2 separate regions of the Anser cygnoides genome follow, and region 1 is linked to region 2. Evidence: chromatin contacts called from public Hi-C data. All regions are on one chromosome and are shown on one strand. Each heading gives the region's core, a stretch centred on a gene start, on an enhancer-like site or on the middle of the called end of the contact. The rest is flanking DNA. Distances are from core to core; before and after follow the strand shown.

Region 1 (6,129 bases), core at 1,635-4,134, 690 kb after region 2:
TTTGTAAGCATTAGACATTATCTTAACTAACTAAAAAAGGTAGCTTTTAATAAAAACAGAGAAGAGAAAAAAATTATACCAATTAGCTTGGGACTTACTTGTGCAATCTGAATAGCTTGATTACTATTGAGATCCCACATTTTGGCAGTTTTATCACAGGAAGCAGTAAATACTTTACTTCCATCCTGAAAAACAAGAAACAGCCCAAGAGATTAAATATATCTGCATCATGCAATACCTACCAGAAAATTTTCAGGTCTTATTCTAATACAATAACATTAACGTGACATACACAGGGATTGCAAGACGAAAGAAACATAATGGAAATTTCTTTACAATACTTCAGAACAGTTCAAAACAAACTTCAGAACAGGTATTTCTTCATGCTTACCCATTACTGTTTCCTTATACCTATAGAGCAGTAACAAAGATAAGGTAAAATGCAAAAATAATGCAAAAATATTCAGTATGTAGTTAGACAGCTTTTTGGGAAGAGATGGTTGCTTTTGTTACTGCTTTTTTTTTTTTTCCTCCTTGTACTTTGAAACATTATGTAAACAGTCCTGATAAAACCTTTAACCATTTTGCTGGTCAAGTCATGACTAGCCAATTTCAGACTGTGTACTTTTGCTGTGAATATACTTCTGCAGAATTCCACGGGCATGGTAAAATCTTATAAGAAACACATCCTATATTGTGAAAAATACACACTCAATGAAAATTCAGCTTAAAATACAGTTTCAGATTTAAGGTTCTTCATTCAAGGCCTTTTCTAAATTTTGTTTTAAACCAAACAAGCAAACTGTGCTAGCTATTACCTAGCTTTAAATAAGTCCTTTTACACTTTTACCCATCTCATCTGCCCACATCAATCTATTCTATTACAACACGCTTAGCACACATTTACAGTCATATAGGTCTATACAGTAACCAGAGGATTTATCACACGTGGCACTTGCGTCTCTGGAAACCACATGCCAACTTATTTAGGTTTATAGTTAACACTAATTGTTTATTTTTAAATAGGGACATACATCGCTCCAGCAGCCATCTAGTACAGGCCCTGTGTGCATCTGCTGAGCCTTTGGAATTGTCTGTCCATTATCCTGAACCTCCCAGCAGCGAACCTGGAACAGAAGACACAGATATAGATGTAACATATTAGTATTATCAACTTCTCATTTTAAAGATTCCAGCCTTAGTTTATTATATGATTACAAACACTAAACTCTTCTTTGAACCAACTGAAACCTTGTTTCCGCTATGTTCCCTTCACCTAAACAACCATCCACACTCAGCCCCACAATTCCACCTCCAAAGCGCCTTATGTGTGCCTCACGTAACACCTCGCAGTGCTCTCCTGGGGAACCCTTAACTGTCAGCTGCAAGCTGATGATTGCAGGGCACCAGCCAACAGACCAAACAGAACAGTTAAAAGCTGCACTCAATTTTTGTTTTCCCCTCCCTGACTGTGTCAGTTGGGATCAAACACTTGGATCCAAACAGAAATTTCAGCAAAGCTATAGGAGCTTAAATTTTTTTTTTTTTTGAGACTATCCTGTCAAACCAGCTAAGATTTACCACTGCATGCATCGTTCTTCCGCTGGGCAAATTATAACTATGTCAGTCTAATTCTATAAGAAAATGAAGCTGAAAAAGAAAACTCAGAAAAAAGCAAACAACAAAGTAATAAAAACCTAACAGGAATAACATTAATTACATATTCTGAGCAGAACTTTAAAACCATAGGCAGAGGAACGACTTATATCACAACGCAGTGTCTCAGATAAAGCTGCTGTGTCAAGATTTCTAGTGCCTAGGCATTCAGAAACAAGTCTGCAACTACAGAGAAAGATCTTCAGTTGCCCTAGCCTAAGTCTTTAGGACATTTTGCACTTTAGGCACTAATGCTTTTACTTTATTCATCTGTAGGCCTCACTGCGAGTACTTACATCGTTTGCCCACGATCCTGCTATTAGGAAGTTACCCGGCAGTGTCGGTGGACTAAACGCTAAACAAGATATGCTGTCATCAGGTGGAGACGTTACTTCAATATCCTGTAAAGGGCAGGCGACAAAATAAAATTAGCCATACTTGAAAACTGTGTCACTGAGCTCCTGTGACTCCTCTGGGATGAGTTAGGTCGCAGTGCTGCGACACACCACGACGCAGCGGTGCTCCCGCAGGGGTTAACACGCGTACCTTCATCGGGTTATGGTTATCCGCAGTGGTACTGCCAAACATGCTGGTACCTCCAGTACCGAACCCTGAGGTTGATCCGAAAAGACTCATCCTTGCTCTGCAAACGAGAAAACGTCCCTCTGAGATCCACAAGGCCCACGGGCACCCCTCGCACTGCGTCCCACCACAGCCAGCACGCGCACAACACCCTTCACCCCAGCCAGGAGGAGGCAGCCAAATATACAAAAACACGGGAAATTCCAAAGCAGAAAAAAAAAAGGCATTTCTGGCTGCAGCCGAGTCCCCGCCACCCCCCCGGCAGGCCCCGGCCGCAGCCCCCCTCCAGCCGCGCCCCGCCGAGCGCCCAGCCCGCAGCCCCCAGCCCGCAGCCCCCCTGCGGGGCCCGGCCTACGCCGCGGCCGGGGGGGCACGCAGGAGGCCCCGCGGGCGGGGCAGCGCCATGTCGCGGCTGTCCCGGCGCCCCGCGGCCGTCCGGGGGCCCCGTTAGAACCGGCCCCAGGCCGTTGCGGGGCCCGGGGCGCAGCCCGCGCTCACCGAGGGGCAGCTCCCCGTGCAGGCCGCGCCGAGCCGCGCAGGCGCCGCGGACAGCGGGGAGGTGGCGGCGCCTGCGCCCAGAGCGGGCCGGGCCCGGGGGCGGGCGGCGGGGCCCCGCCAAGGGGGCTCGGGGCTGAGGGGTGTGGGGGCTCGGTTAGCGCCCCTGCGGGGGGCCGCGGGTCCTGGCCGAGGGGCTTTTGGGTGGGCTCTGACCCCGCGCTGGGCGGTGCTTGGTTTGTGAGGTGTTTTTTTTTGTTTGTTTGTTTGTTTGTTTTTCCTCCCGAAGAGGAGGGATTTAAGGAAGGCAGGCGGGTGAAAGCGGTTCCAGCTCCGCTTAAATACTGCAGGGACGCTAAATGCAGCTAGTGGTACGAGGTGGGGAAACCCGACGCGTTTAAATTCAAGTGGACTTAGGCGGTGGTAGAAGCTTCTGCGAGGGTTGTGGAAACTCGCTCACTGTCATGAAAACAGTCTCATGTAAGGCCAGGTGTAGAATCACAGAATCGTTAAGCTTGGAAAAGACTTCCACGTTCATCTGGTCCAACCATCCCCCTACCACCAATGTCACCCACTGAACCATGTCCCTAAGTGCCACGTCCAACATTTCCCTGAACACCCCCAGGGACGGTGACCCCACCACCTCCCTGAGCAACCCCTTCCAACGCCTGACTGCTCTTTCTGAGAAGAAATGTCTCCTCATTTCCAACCTGAACCTCCCCTGGCACAACTTGAGGCCATTCCTTCTAGTCCTATCGCTAGTTGCCCGTGAGAAGAGGCCAACCCCCAGCTCCCCACAGCTTCTTTTAAAGTTCTCCCCTGAGCCTCCTCTTTTCCAGACTAAACCCCAGTTCCCTCAGCGGCTCCTCACAGGACTTGTGTTCCAGGCCCTCCACCAGCCTCGTAGCCCTTCTCTGGACACGCTTCAGGGCCTCGATGTCCTTCTTGTACTGAGGGGCCCAAAAACAGCACTCGAGGTGCAGCCTCACCCAGACTACTTGTCTGCTAATCTCGCCCTCTTACAGCAACGACTGACACGTTCTTGTTGCTCCTGCTGGTGTATTACTTGTGGATCGAGATAATTTGTGCACCCAGACACTGGATGTTGCTAGTAGGCAGTAACACTGCTACAGTGCAGAAAATAAAAAGGAATTCGAGTTCCTTTTGAATTGGATACTGGTGGAGCAGTAGTAAAATATAAAGTCTACTGAAAATATTATTCGGTGACGATGTGGATCAGTTTTAGAAATATTTTCTATGTACTCAATTTGGTTTCTTCATGTAAAATATATTATACGCTTTAATCACTGCAGTTTCCGGCTTCTTTTTACTGTTTTAGGGTCAACTTAAAAAAAAAAAAAAAGACGAACATGATTTTGTTATGATGTGCATCATTAACAGGATTGTTTATTAAATTCTTAATCAGTAACATCTGCTTGCTTACTTGTTCATTGAAAACAAATAGCAGTTTGGTTGCTGGAACATTTATAGCTGCTTGAGATATGCTGTAATGAAGAACTATCTCTGACTTTTAGGTCTGAGTTTACAGTGAACACAAAATACCACAGTGCTGTACTTAAAATTATTTCCAGAAGGAGACATTTACAAAAAATTGTTAACAAAGCCTTTTACTCTTCAAAAATTAAAAGGACTGTACAGCATTAATTTCTGCTTTAACAGAAGGCAAAATAATTCCTTGGTACAATTTTAACAAGCAGGTATAACTTAATATTCTCTAGCTAGGAAGAACGTACTTCAGTATCCTGTTATGTATGTACCACTGCATTTGAAATCATTAGTGCAGAAGGCACAGAGTGGAACAAACAATATTCTGTAAAAGAGTTGTAATTTCTTTTATAGTTTGAAAGAGAAAGAATAGGTAAGCATAATCTAGCATAATCTATCTGTAGTGATAAACTGAACAAGAAGTGGTCAAGAAAGTATTATCAAGAAAAACAGTTAATTGGCAAACAAGCATTCATAACCATCCACCAAATTGCAATTTGTTTGGTAAATAGACTCTGGAAAGGTAATCTGATGAAAGAGAAGTTAAAGCTTGAATTTCAGCCTTCATTTTAGATGCTGCCATAATTTCCAGCTAAAAAAAGAACAAAATTTGTGATGCTGTAACCACCTCATCTTATTATTTAAATAAGAATTACACTTGTTGGATGTGCATATAGAGCTGTAAAGTTAGTATTACTGTAAATGGTGCTGCAAAATCCCTGTCACTGAGCTGAGATTATTTATGTTCATGTGTGTACCTCACAGTAACACAAATAACTTATAAGGTGAGTATAAACAGCAAGGAGAAGGTACACAATACCTTTTCTTCCTTTCTAACCATTTCACACAATAGATGATTTAAAAGTTACAGGCAAGATCAGAGGACAAGTACAGAATAAGAAACTGTTTTGTGTTCCCCTATTTCTAAGTATGTAATATATTCTACAATATTTAGGAAAACAGTAAAATCCCATGTACAGCTTATGATCATCAGATGACTAATAGCAGGAAGGCTAAAAAAGCTGCCAGTCCTGGCCTGTGAACCATTGAGCCCCAGTGATTCAGAGAGACAGTGAACATGAACTTATCAATCTTGCTGACTTTTAGTGCTGCAAAACCTTTCTGCTATACTAAGAGTTTATAAAAATAAAGAGAAACAGGATTGCAGATGACAGGATTTGTTTTGTGGGGAGTAAGAAACAAGAAACATTAGGTTTATACATGCCTCTTTCTTCCACATTGGCTGACAAGCAATGTAAGGTCTCTTTTGTATACTTGCTAACTTATTTTGATCTTGCTTTGTAAGTGGAATCAGGACATCTTTGCATATATTTAATCTGAAAAGTAAATAAAGTTGTTAAATTTTCTTATGTATTTCAGAAATACTGATTCCAACTTACTTCTTTATAATAAGCCAAAAATAATGTATGAAAACAATAATGGATGTCAGTTGTTTGTTTGTGCATTAAGTCAGATTGTATTTACTATCTATGAAATAGAAGAAGAATACTTCTGTTTCTTTTGGATAATAACTAACCTCTTCAGATCAGATGGAAGGAGACCAAGCCACTTTACGGATGGAACAGTGAGATGATGGGCCTCAAAAGACATTGACTGAAATAAGAAGAATCAACTACAACATTCAGTGACTTTTAGTTTAAATCATTTGAAATATATGCCTTCCTAGATAACAGATTTTATTACAGAGGTGGTTAGTGTTGTATTATTATTATTATTATTATTATTATTATTATTATTATCAGAATGCTACATGAGAAAATGGTGCAACTAGAGTTTACCATATCCCTTTACTGAAAACAGATTCTCCTTTAAGGCTTGCATTCTTCAGCCACAAGAGATTCTAGTCTGAATAGGTTTTGATTTTTGTTT
Region 2 (6,285 bases), core at 1,555-4,054:
CAGTTATGTATGCTTGATGCACCGTGACAAAATAAAATGTGAAAAACAATACCTCATCCAACTCCTGAAGCAATTTGTGGATCCCATCAGCCCCATCCAGTTAGAGACAGCAAAAAAAAATAAAAGAAAAAAAAAAGAGACATAGGACAGATATAGTATTTTCTCAATTGACCATATCCTAGGCTTTTTATTTATTAAACATGATTGTTTACAAAAAAACAAAACAAATTGACTTAAAACACTATTCAATAGAAGTTCAGTATCATGATATATTTGAGTAAGCATTTTGCTTGATGTACAAACTTTTTTTTTTTTTGTATTTCAGCTGCTTGATTAACAGAGAGATCAGGTTAAGAACCCGTTTGATTTCCATACTAGCTGCACAGTGAAGTTTCTAGTTACTAAAATTTCAAATTGAAAAGCAGCAATATATTGAAGCATGACAGCAAGGGTAATTTGACTGTAGTATTTAACATCCACTGGTGATTTAGGTTTGACTCTGATTGGAGGATCCACATACAGAATTCAGTAGGACATTTATTGGTAAGCATCCCAGTCATCACAGGTTAAAACAGACAGCAAATGACGAAAAGCGAAAGCAAACACAGTTCCTGCTCACTTATGTATAAACTTCAATTATGCTCTAGTTTCAGATACCCTTAGTTTTATGTGCACCCCCAAACCCCCCAAAAATTAGCATCTGCAATGTATCTGCACCTTTGTAACTCATCACTCCTTGTAGCGTAGGGGGTATGTGTGAGCACTGAGATCTATAACAAGGACAACGTATTTGTGGTTTAACAAAGCAGAAGGCTTCCATCAATGACCTCTTTTATCCTATACCAAGATCTTGAAATACTACCATATTGTCTAGAATGCTATTTTGATTATCTGAGTTTAAGGGGTGGTTGACAGTCAGCACGAGAACACATCTTCCAGGGCAGAAAGCAGGTTTTGACATACAGCTCTCATAACACAGGACTTTTCAGGAGAAGCCTAGAGAATGAATGAAGCTAAATCAAAGCACTATGAGCTAGAATTAGCAACACTGCCCTGTATACAGGGGCTCTGCTCTGGGAATACCACCCAAAAGAAAAAGTAACCAGCTAATAGTGATAAACACCTTGGAAACACGAAGGTGAAGAGCTCACAGCACCACCTGTACACTTCTTGCCATGCTTGTAACAGGGAGCTGCTACAGAACTCTGTCCACCAGATCACGGCTGAGCCACTGACTCATCTGCTTGACAAGGCCCTAACAATTTCCAAACACTTCACTTTGGTTATATTTGAATCAGCATCCTAGAAAATGCTTCAGTTCGTATCAACAAAGACTGTAAACAAACATCTTATGCAAGTGCTCAGTGTTATTGCACTTGCTGTTGAGTAAAAGTAGTTTCGCTGCTCGGTAGCCTGTAGGAAAGTTCAAGGATCAAAAAATTTCAAGGATCAAAAAAATGATATTGGCAAGAAAAATTACTGAGAACCAAATGCAATGCCTAATGAAGCACGCATAATACATATCACTACTGATATTTCCGGATCTATAAATGCAATTTGATGCACAGCTTGTATAGATACAGATGTAACGAAATTAAAAATGAACAAAAGACTGTTCAGTGGCAACTCATCAGCTGAAATAAGTTTTGCAGCATGAAGCACTGCTTTTCCTAAAAAAAAAAAAAAAACAAAAAAAAAACACAAAAAGCTTTAATGGGAAGATGGGAGTGCGTAAAGATATTTACTGGAGGCTATTACAAATGGTAAGTTTGAAGAATCAGCTTTAAAAACTGGTAAAGCTGAGCTGCCAGGCTGTTTCATTACTGCAATCAACAGTTTTCAAACACCCTTCAAATTGCTCTAAGGAAACTGCTTGTTTATAAACACCTTTTTGTACCTACTTCGGGAAGAATTATTTCAAAAATTCTGAACCTTTCAAAGCAACCTTTAAGATTGCCATCCCAGTGTGACGAGCTCAAAACTTAGACAAAGCCACACACAGTGCCACAGAACAAATAGCTTTTCGAAGTTTCCGTTAAGAGGGATCACACTAGAACCTCCTGACGTCCCCCTGCTGCAGATGAGATGACTTTGGGTATTACTCGCATTTGGGGAAACAACAGACATCGGAACAAACTATGGAAAAAGTCAAGCAACAACAGGGATAATCTACAGTACTGTATTTAACGGTGCCCACACTGCAGCGGATAGAAGAGCTCTGCTCTGTGAAACAAATTATTATTTTTTTTTCCACTGGGGAGACAGCAGAAAAAAAATAAGCAATGGACAAAAACCTCATGTCAACACCGCCATGAAGTTATCTGAATTAAACAGAGGCGCGGCGAGCCCAGAGCCAGGCCTCTTCTATTCGCTTTTTGGGAAAGGGGAGCACGGGGGGACGGGGGGGACAGGGGAGGGGAGCAGCACCGGGGGCTCGGTGGGGTCTGGGGAGCGGGCACCCGGCTCGGCTCAGCACGGTACGGTAGGATGAAGGGAGGAGACTCACCGCAGCAGCCATGCTACGTGAACTCAGAGGGCTGGAGGAGCCGTAACTACTCACTTGCTCGGCCAGCAGCTGCCGGCTCTGCACCGCCTTGTTCCGCAACAACAAGAACGCGTCCGTTAGGCGCCGGGTGGCCATGGCCTCCCGAGCCGGCGCCCCCACCCCCCCAGCCCCGGGGCCGCTCAGCGCCTCAACGCCGGGCCCTCGGCCCCAGCCCCGCCCGGGGCCCGCTCAGAGGGCCCGGGGAAAGGCCCCCGGCACCGGGCGCCCCCGGCCGCCGGCCGCGGCCATGCCCCCGGATCCGCCGGCAGCGGCCCGGCCCGCTTCCGCGTTGTGCAGCGCCCGCCGCCGTCCGCCCCGCTCCGCCCGGGCCCGCAGGCCGCAGCACTAGCGTTCCGGCTCCCTGCCGGCCCCCCCCGCCGCCCTCTTAGGGCAGGAGGAGCAGAAAGCCCCTCGATCAGCCCAAACAGCTGGGAAATAACCCCTCTCACAGGGCTGACGCAACCCCAAAACCCTATGGGTCCTGGCCTTGGCGGTGGTGGTGAGGGGTGTTAGTGCCTTGTGGCGGTCGCTGTCTCAAAGGGCAGCATCCGTCTTTACGCACCCATCACCAGGCTCCCTTGGTGATGGCACAAAATGTCTTAGCATAAAAAAGACCTAACATTTCCAGAGAGTTTCCAGTTAACTCTGTACATTTACAGAGTTATCTCACTGCTTGATGCATCTCTAACAGAAACAATTTTGGTTCAAAGCATACTATTGTAGCATGACCTTTTTGATTTGCTTCTCTTCCCTCACTTTTTTCCTCTGAGTCCCCAACATTACCACAAATTTGCTTTGCTTTCAGTGAATTCTGTATTCCCCAAAACAAACAAGCGAACAAACAAACAAACAAAAAACTCACACAGGTCTTTATGTCAGCTCAGACAATTGAAAACTCCGGACATTCTCCCAAAATAAACATGCCATTTAAAATGACAGCACTGGGTTTGACTTTCCAAAAGAGGCTTTTTAATAAGGCTGTGGCTGAAATTATTATCTTTTTCTCTGCTTTTTGACACCTCAGTACCGGACAGCCTGGCAGCTGTTCACCCCTGAGACAAGCTCCCGCTGCTGCCGGCGCCAGGCCTGTGCTGATGGCTGCCCGGCCTCTGTGGACATCGCATCAGCTGTTCCCTGGGGCTGTCAGGGCAGCTGCTGCATGCTGGTCACCAGGAGCATCTCCAGCTTAAATTCTCACCAGAAAAATCAAAAATTAGTATTTACACATATGGAAGGAACAGTGAGTGTAATCACAACCACATTTTCTGGAAACATTACCCCATTTTATCTAACCGCTTGGACAGATTTGTACAATGAGAAATAGAAAGAAGTATCCCTTTGCTGTTGCAAGACATTTTGGGCATTTATTTGAGCAGCCCTTCTGCCTCAGTGGGAGAGACAAAAACTTGGAATTTAGCAAGGAAATAAACTCCAGCCTTACAAGGATCAACACATGCATTTCATTTTTCGTGGTCTGGTGAAATGTGTTTTCACTTTGGCTGCCTTACAGAGACTTTAAAAATATATGTATATACTTCATTTCTTCATGCTAATTTTTAATCTACTGTAACAATTTTTTATTCTATGAGAACAGTTTCAGCTAATGATCCTCCAGCCTTCTCTTGGCACCGCTACTGTGGCTATAAGCTGAGTGGAATTTTGCATGCAGCCAGAGGTCTTCCAGCAATCTTTTGGTTCTGGATGCCTACACAGAGAAAACTGGTTGGAATATCTCATTTAGCAACTGTGTGCCCAATGGGAAGCCTTACGCCCCTAATGTGCTGGAAGTTGGTGCACACTGGCCATTTGCGTCTTTTACTTCCTGATTTTTGACAGCTTAAAAGGTTTTGAATGTTGGGAAGGCTGGGAACTGAAGCAAAGGGTGTAAAAAGTGTTTGGGACCAGTACACAAAGGGATAAAACTCTGTAAGGAAGGAGTCCAGACCTAACTCAGTGAATAACCACTTCAAAGTGGATATTAGGAATAAGCAAAGGGACTAGAAGGAATGGAAAAAAAGATTAATCAAAGAAAACTACATCTTAGAAGTTAGGAAGTGTAGGCATAAAGGGAAATTTGCCAGAAGTAAAGCTGAGTTAGGCCTTGCAAAGGAAATTAAAACAAATAGCAAAATGTTCTTCAGGCATACAGACCAGGAGATGAAGTAGAGAAGAAGTAGGGGTGAAGACAGGGGGAGAGGCAGGACACAAATGAATGCCTAATATATAGTGGAAATGTACATAAAGGAAATGAAGGCACAGAGATAGAAATTTTCTCATCCAAGTGGAACAAAACATAAAGATGAAAATGGGACAATAATTTCTGACCCAGACACCTAACAGTGCTTGCCTGTCAAGAATGTGTCTGGCTATGCAACGACATTGCTGCAGGAGCAGCGGAACACAATGTGAGAGCAGGAAAAATTGTTCCAGAATCTAAATACGGGAAAAATGATTCAAGTCTGATCCCACTAATATACAAGACTTTTGGATAAATTTAGCAGGAAAGAATAATACAAGACATGATGACAGATAGAAATGGTCTGAAATACAACGTGCACTTACAGAAGGTGGATAGTGTTAGACTAACCTGATGACTCTGTGACAAAATTAGTTTTCTAAACAGAGAAGAGATAGTAGATCTAATCTATCTGGTAATGAATAAATGCAAGCTAGAAATTAGAAGAAAATGTCTAACCTTTGGAGGACTGGCATATCCTTCTTATGTGCATGGCAAGGGCAAACAAATATGTTATGAAGTAGCACTCCGTTAATAAAATGGATCATATTTTCTCATCTTAAAACATCGCATATCCCTGAATATATCTTTCTAAGCATATACTGCTAATATTTTGGGCTGTTGTTTCTTGGTGCTAGAGTTCACTGCCATATATATTACTTCTGTTTGGAGTGCTGTGCTTTCCTTTGACTTCTTATCTGATTTTTTAATGTTCTTTTCTGCTGTTCTTAATGAACAATGAGGTAGCAATGCTGTGTGCATGCACACATTCCTGCAGCCACTGCCTCCCACAGCTAAGGCCTGATCCAAAATGGAGGGAACTTTCTGGTTGCTACTGTGGCATTTGGATCAAGTTTCCGAAGGAAGACAAAAGCACTCCAGATTTCAGAATTCTATTTTGAGGCGAATAGCTGAGCATTTCTTTTTAATGGGAAGATAATCAGGGCCATATTTCAAAAGCCAGCTTTTACACCGTGCTTGCAATCTCCTTTCTCTCTGTCCAGTTCCTAGCAGAAGGCTGTCTGTATCCCCACTCCAGCTACTCAGGCTGAATCAAGGGCAAACAAATCTTATGCTTCAGTGATCAGATGCAAGTCAATCCCCATGACATTTTATCTTATGTAATTGAGTAGATAAATGGAGGAGGTGAAATACTGCCGTCCTTGGAAGCTCGAACAATTGGCTTTTGCCAAAGGTAGGATTAATGGACCATTAAATGCATTTTGCCATGGCAAATCCCACCATCCTTGAGCAGCTGGGACACTTGGCTGCTAGAATAGTTCTGCAGGAAAGTTTCTAAATAACTAATCAGCAAAGTGACTGGGTTAGCTTTGTCATTGCTAGAGAAACTTTTTCTGCATGGGAATTGAGGGGCCTCTGGAAAAATTGGCCATATTATTGCCTTTATCCTGTAGCAGAAGATTTTCAGGCTTCAAGGCTGTCAAACTCACAGTGTCTGGAGTGTTTTAATCACTGGAACAGGATTTGTTTGGCCATTGAACTG

Evidence for each region. Hi-C and Micro-C count contacts between places; a contact is called where the count stands out from the background.
Region 1: a contact with region 2 is called in a Hi-C map of liver, with 5 times the contacts expected there. The contact joins the promoter of RAE1 here to the promoter of STX16 in region 2. A contact is called at or near these places in 2 of 7 Hi-C or Micro-C datasets (both in liver).

Annotation. Positions count from the first base shown.
Region 1 is chr16:6,083,712-6,089,840 of Taihu_goose_T2T_genome, forward strand. RAE1 (ribonucleic acid export 1) reads right to left here and starts at 2,885. Exons shown (of 13, transcript XM_066978366.1): 1 at 2,737-2,885; 2 at 2,203-2,299; 3 at 1,953-2,057; 4 at 1,035-1,127; 5 at 99-185. The coding sequence starts at 2,292. It overlaps SPO11 (SPO11 initiator of meiotic double strand breaks), which reads right to left. Exons shown (of 19, transcript XM_066978361.1): 17 at 5,777-5,853; 18 at 5,465-5,576; 19 at 4,503-4,831. The coding sequence ends at 4,712.
Region 2 is chr16:5,395,730-5,402,014 of Taihu_goose_T2T_genome, forward strand. STX16 (syntaxin 16) reads right to left here and starts at 2,805. Exons shown (of 10, transcript XR_010825233.1): 1 at 2,507-2,805; 2 at 53-64.